Linked DNA regions of Acanthopagrus latus: region 2 is linked to region 1. The links are chromatin contacts, called in public Hi-C maps. All regions are on one chromosome and are shown on one strand. The core of a region is the stretch at or near the end of the contact, and the rest is flanking DNA. Distances in the headings are between cores, read along the strand shown.

Region 1 (4,531 bases), core at 492-2,991:
TTAAAAAATGGATTATCTGTTCAACATATATGAGATGTAGTGGATGTTGTTCAGTATGAAACTGCTGACACGATCGATCATCCTTCAGGATTCCTCAACATTTCAAACACTGCTTCGTATTTGTGAAGCACTTTGTGACCTCGCTGTGTGAATGCTGCTTTATCAAATAAACTATTTACTTACTAACTTTAAATAAAGGCAGTGTTGGTGTAACACATCAGTATATTTCTCTTCTCGTAAAATAACATGTTACTAATAACATTTCAGTAATATATTACTATAGTTATATCACGTAACATGTTACGATCCCCTTTACTGAACTGAGCTGTTTATTGTTGTTGTTTTTTTACATATTACTTATAATATCATTAAGTTCTGTGTTCAGTCTCTGTGGTGTAAATGGGGCGGCTGTGGCTCAGTACAGCCAGTGTCTTGTTATCAGAAGGTTGCAGGTTCAATTCCCCTGGTCTGCATGTTGAAGTGTCCTTGGGCAAGATACTGAACTGATGTGCGGCACCTTTCATGGCAGCCGCCACCATCAGTGTGTGGATGAACTACTGTAAATCACTTTGTACAGAAGCGTCTGATAAATGTCCAACATGTAAAAATGCCGAAGAAGAAGAAGAGATGTTTGTCTTGTCGTGTCATTATAGGAAAATCTTACAGAAGGCCTAAACTAAAAATATTTATTCTGGTCTCATAATATATCAGACTGTGATCATTTGTCTGTCCGAGGACATTCATATATTTCAGCTGAATTTTTCATAACAGTAAGTAAGTAATCTATTACTCTACTCAGACAGTAACGTCGTAACTTTTAAATGAAGGTAAAAAATCATATGTCATGTTTTGCATATACAAAGTAATTTGCCCAACACTTCATACATGTAGAGGAGTAAAAACTACAATACTTCCCTCAGTTTTTAGACGTACAAGTACCTTAGAACTGCATTACTTGAGTAAATGTACTTAGTTACTTCCATCACTGCTCGTCAGTCTCACAGATATTTTGTTCACAGACACATGAAGCTTGTGGAGATCAGAGAGTGACATGATGCATCAGTTCAAACATCATCATCATTCATTATATCGAGATAAAAACAGTAAAGAGACAAATTACACATGAAGCTGGTGGAGTAACGTGACAGCAGCTTCATGTCTCGTGTCTTATTACACGTGTTTGTTCACTCTGAATGTGTTGAAATTGTAGTTTATTACCTCAGAGTTTGTTCATTTTAATGTTCTTGACAGCTAGCTAACACTTTAAACGTTAGCTTGTCTCAGGTAACGTTAGCTCCCGGTACTTCTCTTACCTCCGCGGAGCCCTGAGCCTCGCGACCACCGAGGATCCACCGCAGCATGACGTCAGTGTTAACGATTAACGTTAAGAAGCAGAATGAAGTCGGTTTATATATTAATGTGAAAACCAGACGGAAACATAGCTAGCCTAGCCTAGCCTAGCCTAGCGCGAACGTTAGCATAACAAACAAGCTAACGTTATGACGCTGTAACGGTCGTAAACAGAAACACGAGACGCTTCCGCTCGATTAAATATCCCCGTAATTATCGGTAATTATGAGAAGATGACACACTTCTTTACGTTAACCGGACAATTCAAACAAACGTCAGTGAATGTGATGTTACAGCCGCAGTTTGTGAGCCAGCTGGATGTTTTTAAAAGAGGTTAAATTCACTGAAAACCACAACAAACCGCTCATGTGACTCAAACTACGGAAGCTTTGGAGGGACGTGATTCATCCAGACCGATAAACAAGCTGCTGGTTATGTTTGTTTTTTTATTTTGTCACTGAAAAAAGGAAGAAAGAAAGAATTCATCATGTGTTCATGTGTGTCAGCTAAACAGAATAAATATCAGAGGACACGTTCATTCACACCAATCAGCTTAAAGGACCAAAACAGTCTGAATTATCAGTTATTAAATATAATAATAAATGAGAATTTCATTTATTAAATCTGGATATGCGGGTTTGATGTTATGCTGAGAGAATGATTCTTATGATTCTTAAATAATCTTATCATCACAGAATCTATGCCAGGTCTGACTGACAAAAATCACTGCTTTATCACTATATAAACTCAACTTTCAACAATTATTATTATTATTATTATTATTATTATTATTATTATTATTATTATTATTGATATTAAGTATCTTCACTAACATGACAGTTAAAAGTCTGCACCTGTGTGAACAGATATTATCATGTTTTATCACAGATTCTCTCCATTTTAACAAGTTAACTGTTAAGTGAAGAATTTTAAAATATTGTTTGTTTTGTTTTATGGTTGATTGATAAAATGGTAAATTGCATTTTAATTGTCTGCATGTGTGTTTAAAATCATCCCAAGTACCCAGTATGTTTGTTTACTTTATGTTTCAAGGTCAATTCATCTGTGCAAAGTCTGTTACAATTAAAACATTTGCTTAACTTGAGGTTAAAATTTTAGTGAAAAACTCCAAATAAAAATGTATGTTAGCTCTACCTGCTTTTGTTTTTACTGTGAGAACTAAAGAACTTTGAAATGAACTTTGAACCTGAACCTGAATGTTCAGATGTCAGTGATGGACACTTGGTGCATTTTGTCTCGTTTCAATATTTAAACATAAATTTAATTATCTAACTTTTTGTAATCAGCTGAGGACGCTTCTATCTAAAAGTGTTTCCCATTAAAAGTCTGTCTTTGTCAGACGATTGTGTTCAAAACTAGTCGTCACAAAAAACATCAGTCTGCACGATGAAGCTCAAACATCCAAAGTAAAACTCTCTTTATTTTGAGTTTTTGGAGGTGAAATATGAAGTTCCAGCACAGTCAGCTGCTGTTGAAACAGGCGTCGTCCTGCTTCATGCAGCTAGATGGCAGTGTGTGACAATCCCATGAGATGAGAGGAAGCTTCACACCTCCACCAACCAGAGAGAACCAGGTGCCTCCTCTTGTATTGATCTGAATCATGAGCATAAATCTTGATGGACGAAAATCAAAACGGTTTGTTTGATACTGGTGTGATTTCACTCTTTCTCTTTGTGTCTTCCACCAGGACTCATGCGTTCATGTTGACCTGCTCTCTCTCTTCACATCATCCTCCATCCTCCTCCTCTGTTAACACACACACACACACACACACACACACACACACACACATCACACAGTCACACAGTCACACAGTCACACACACACACAGTCACACACACACAGTCACACATCACCCTAGCTGTGTCTACTCCTGCTCCCCCGATTGAGACGACATGCAGTGTAGGGCCTGTGACCTTCATGGTGGCTCAGATCTGCGGCTGGCACTGATTTCTGATTTAGTGTCGATCCGCCGCGCTTGTCAGGGGCTGCGAGGTGCTTTCCATGCGGTAATAGAAAAGCTCAAGGGCAGCTGCAGAGAGGAGGAGGGGGTTAGGGGAGAGCGATTGGGTGAGGTGGCGGGAATGGGTTTTAGATTTGGGGACGGGCGGCGCTCTGTTTGTTTAACTGTGTGTCAGATGTCTGGATGAATAGGTCAAATATGTAGAGAAGTGTTGTGAGTCTGTGTGATTAATTCAGAGGATGTGAAGGAACGTGAGCCGAGAACCGAAGCTGCAGGACGGCTGAACTCGGGCTCGGCGCCGCTCTGAGCTAACTGCTAATGTCAGGATGCTAACACGCTCGTAATGAGACGTTTAGCAAGTTTAATGTTTAACGTGTGCACCATCTTAGCTCTCTGTTAGCATGCTAATGTCTGCTAATTAGCCAGTGATGGAATGTAGCTAAGTACATTTGAACACAGTGTGCTTGAGGTTTTCAATTCCACTAAATCTGAGAGTCAAATATTATTCATTTCACTTTGTACTCCACAATATTATGTGCAAACTTTATTAACGACGTATTTATTTAAATTTGTTTTGCTAGAGGACATAAATCCTCCACACAAGACAACAAAAGCAAAAACGTTTGTTGCGTTCAAATTACACAAATTACACACATTTTAAAATATTGTTTTTTCACCAGTTGGATCAAAAAACACACATTAATTCTGATCATCATGTTGAATTTATCAACCAGAATATAAACGTACATGTAAAAATACGTATTATTTACTTGTACCTGTACTTTAGACAATTAAAGTACATTAATATCAAAATAATTTGATATATATACTATATATATTCACTTTTACCAAAGTAATATCTGAACACTTTTACAATCATTAATAATTCATGTTTTAGTTCTGGTTGTGTTTGACCATAAACTAAAGTTTTGCAGAAATTAAAGTTCTGATCTGATGATGTCATCAGATGAAAAATAAGATAATCAACACTAATTACAGTTCATCCTTTGGAGAACATGAATATTCAGTCTACGGTCTGAGAAAATCCATCCACTGACTGTTGAGGTCTCAGAGATGAAAATGTCAAACTGGTGATGCTTGATGAAAACTCAGGATTCATCCTCTGGGGACAACGAGATACTTCAGTGTTGATACCCGTCAACCCAAAAACCACCCGAATCCGAACCACGACATCGA
Region 2 (4,387 bases), core at 1,126-3,625, 130 kb after region 1:
AAGAGGCATTTAACCTCAGTGGGAATATTTCTGATAAAATAAATAAAAAATAATCAAATATTAAAGTTATGGCTTTTAGAGGAACTTCATGCAAGATACGCTCTGTCACATTTCAGGGTGTGTAACTAATGTTTTTACATTTTACAAGTAGTGCTTTGCAGTTGTCTCCTGGTGTTGCTGTTCTGGCCTGTGGCTGCAGAGTGCTGAGGCATGCAGAGGTCAGTGGATCCACCTGCAGGCTGACATGCTGTTATCATTTCCATGTGGTTTGGACACGACAGCTCGATTTCTGCAGGTTTAACACCGATGTGCTGCAGGAGGGTGTTTGGTAATCGGTTGTTTCTTTTTAATAGTACTGGGTTTGAAAGTAATTTCTGTTATGTGAATTTATAGAAATTTGACCTGAAATTTTAAAGATGGACCGTGTTATATCTTCCTCACAACAGTCTGAAGATCACTTCAGTGCGTTAACCTGCTGAAAACCCTCAATCTACAAAATAAGTATGGTTTCTTTTTACTTATCAATACTGTGCAGAAATGCAGAGATCATTCAGTCTGAAGTCTGGAGACCAGATGTCATTGCAGCTGTCTCTGAAGAAAGTCACAGCTGTACACATCATATGAAGCTCTCGAAACAAAGATTAGAGACTCGCTGAACTGGTTAATGAACCGACGCTGACAGATCAGATGTTATTATCAGACTACAGGGCTGCATCTAACTAATATCACCACTGCTGATTAATCTGCCGCTCATTTCCATGACCAATCAATAACTTGTTTGGTTTATAAAATGTCATAAAATGGTGAAAAACGTTAATCAGTGTTTCGTCCTCAAATGTCCCAAAGATATTCAGTTTACTGTCATATAGGAGGAAAGAAACAACTAAATATTCACATTTAACAAGCTGACAGCACAGAATTTAGATTCTTATTCTAATCAAGAAATGACACAAAGTTGTTGACGACTAATCAATCAATCATTGCAGCTGTCAATGTTCTGCAAATGTTATACTAATGCATGAAGCTTTTTGTTATTGAGTCCCGCTTTCATTGTCACCAACTAAACTTCACATGAATTGCTGCCAAAACACTGACAGTATGAAACTGAAGAGGTTTGAGTGAACTCTAATTAAATATCTCATCTAATCACCATCTCACATTCTTTTCCAGGTTTTTGAGACTAAGTAAGTGAATTGAAATGTCAAAATTAAAACAAATATTACAGTTTTGGGATTTTGGATGCCAGAATATTTCAGGGTTTAGTTGATCCATTCTCAACAGATTGAATCTCGAATCCTTATATCAGGAAAGGTATGTTATCAGCTACTTATTGATATGGATGTAGTTTCTAGCTGATGAAAAGAGCCAATAATGTGAAGTCACCTTGTTTTAATTGGCTTATTTACAGCAGTGTTTACAAAATCTGACTCAGCTGCTGTTCAAGAGCCAAGAAAAACACAGAAGAAAAGGAGAAGAAGAAGAAGAAATCACTGCATCATCCATTTTGTCTCTTAGCCTTTTTACCTTCAGGTGTGTTTAACTACAGGTTAGGAACTGATGGTGTTGATCTTATCACCAAGAGAAGCAGGTAATTATCGGTTATCGGCTGAAATAAATCCATATCGTGCATCAACACTTCACCCAAATCACATCCTCAACCTTAATGGAGGAAGAGAAACCGTTTCCAGGTGTGCAGCTACTTTTAAATGCAGTTAATTTCATGATAAACAAGATCAAATCTGCAGATTTCTGCCCGTAACTTTAGACTTTATGTTGCAGCTGCTGTCTCTTGTGAAAAAGTGAGTTTATGTCAAAGTACAGTGACACACAGGGGACAAACACAACCGAAAACAAAACGTCTCGACAACGGTTTTAGAATGTTGACAGTCAACGAGCAGCTAACGGTCAGTCGCCATCACCGCCTAGCTTGTTGATGCTGCGGGGTCATTCCGGGCTCTTTTCGGGTCAGCTCCACCATAAAGTTCACCATAACTGCTCAACTTCAGTACAAACTCACAGCGTTAACAGCAGGCGGAACTCTTGCTAAGCTAGCTTACTTTTTGAAGTCAGTGCTGAAGAGTCCGAAGGCAGCTCCGGTGCTGGAGGTGGTCGGGGTGCTCTCCTGACCCGCTTCCACGGCAGCCTCCGCTCCTCCCTGGTCGTTGTACAGGACCGCCGTCGACATGTTCCGCATTCAAACAACTTCCCGATAAATAAACTTAAACTCGCACAAACTTATAAAGTGCTCATTAACTTGGCAACAGTCTTCCTGTAAACTTCTCCGAGATTTCACTCAACTTTTACACGCAGAAGCGGAAGTGTGAGCTGGACAAGTCGGTGTCACATGACAGGGCTGCAGCTGCACACGGAGCATAGATCTACATAAACTAGAGAGACCCGTGTGCTGACACTCACAGTGCCTGTACCTTTAAGAAAATCTAGATCTATGCTGGACACGCCCCGAGCCGTCCTGTTGCCATGGTAACAACGAACGGCACTTGGAATTTGTCAGAGATGAAGAACATTACGTACTAATCAACGTTTCTTTTTTAACGTAAATTAAAGAAAAATCTATTTTATTGGTAATCAATAACATAAGCGTTGTATTTTTAAATGATTTGAGGTGAAACTATTGGCATTTATTTTGTCAACAACAGTCAGTGAAGGTAACTTAAGTACAGTTTCGAGTTACTTGTACTTTACTCGAGTATTTCCATTTCCTGCTACTAGTCTCCCACTTCACCACATTTCAAGAACATATTTCTACTTTTACTTAATTTGTGACAACTTCAGTGACTAGTTACTTTACAGATTACATGTTGCATCAGAGCCAAAGGACTGCATTTTAAAATCAATTTATTTTAGCTTAATCTCAATCACTGATTTAGATAATCAGAATAATTCTGAATATTAAATCCAATAATTGGTGTACAGTACATACACGCATGTAAAGACATTTCTAATCCTGTACTGTGTGCTTTTGAACACAATTTCATTCACTGTGTAACTTTGTTTATAATGTGGCGGACCCTGCCATCTTTCTAGCCTCAGTGTTCTGTGACCTTATTTTCCTGAGAACAGCTTGTTTATTCACTGAAGGGAAAAAAAAATAATATTTGACTTTTTTAGTTTATTTTCTATTTGGACGATCCTTTACACACAAACAGAAACCATAAAACATGTACAGAAGAAGAGTTTTATTCAGTGTTAATACAATAAATATACAAAACTCAAAACTACTCAACATGCGACTGAAGGTGAAACCAGAGTGCTTTTCAAAAATTACAGCAAAATTCAGAGCAAACAGCCGACCGTCTGTAAATTGTACAAAATATACAAACATTCCTCACTACGTTTTACCAATAATTTCAATAAAGTTTTAATGTTAGAGATGCTTCTGAGTTCATTCTCAGTGTTTCTACCACAAACCATGTTGATTATGAAGCTTAAAGCCACGGTCCATCGACAGAACATCACAGTTCACGTTGCAGTGCAGTCTAACGCCGTTCTCACATTTATCTTTTTAAAATAAACAGCAAAATTCTGTTGCAGCTCAGTCTGATTATCATAAAAGGAACAGTTCACCCAACATCTAAAATCCAACTTTTAAAACAGAGTAAATAAAGTCTTTTTGAACCAATTTGTGACCTCAAGGCCTCAGTAGACTCTGGACGAGCTGTATGGAGACATTATTTGTTGTCAAGTCATCATAAAGTCTCCAGCTGCTTCAGATGTTTAGCAGAACTGTTCTGTGGATTACGACACTTCACCTGACTTTATTTCATCAGGAGGAGTGGACGACTGGATTTTCATTTTCGGGGGGGGGGGGACTGTTCCTTTAGCAGTACACATGCACTGGTCCAAATTAAGACAGTGTGAAATACAAAACAAAAAGAAGAGAACTGAGCAGAAAACAAGGCATGTCGCAGGAAGCTTCAACAGATGAAACATCTCCAGATAGTCCAGAAGGGTCTGACACTCTGACCCGCACACAGATTAAGACTTGAAGGCAAAACTCCGTCTTATTTACACTCCTGCACAACACACACATACGAAGGCTTCACTGGTTTAAACGTGACACACACACCGACAGAGTGATCGACACATTCAGACCTCCGTGCAGCAACATGAGGTCACGTTATAGAAAAAGACACATTCAAAGAGGTCCAGATTTGATGCATTTGATTGGTGATGATCAGATTATGAAATGCAGGCATTGATCAGAGCATTACATCAACATTTACTGGCCATGTTTATCTTCTTTTTTAACTTGTTTGATTTATTGCAATATATTGATTTACAGCACGTATATTTAAAAAACAGGGCTGTCTAATTTCATATACTCTCATATCATTTTTTTAACCTCGTCATGCAGGTGAAGGGAACA

Evidence for each region. Hi-C and Micro-C count contacts between places; a contact is called where the count stands out from the background.
Region 2: a contact with region 1 is called in a Hi-C map of muscle, with 4 times the contacts expected there. The contact joins the promoter of ap3b1a here to the promoter of wdr41 in region 1. A contact is called at or near these places in 2 of 4 Hi-C or Micro-C datasets (liver and muscle).

Annotation. Positions count from the first base shown.
Region 1 is chr12:25,104,983-25,109,513 of fAcaLat1.1, forward strand. It overlaps wdr41 (WD repeat-containing protein 41), which reads right to left and starts at 1,742. Exons shown (of 15, transcript XR_005078152.1): 1 at 1,314-1,742.
Region 2 is chr12:25,236,656-25,241,042 of fAcaLat1.1, forward strand. It overlaps ap3b1a (AP-3 complex subunit beta-1), which reads right to left and starts at 2,376. Exons shown (of 27, transcript XM_037116845.1): 1 at 2,058-2,376. The coding sequence starts at 2,194. It overlaps LOC119030067 (secretory carrier-associated membrane protein 1-like), which reads right to left. Exons shown (of 9, transcript XM_037117403.1): 9 at 3,181-4,387.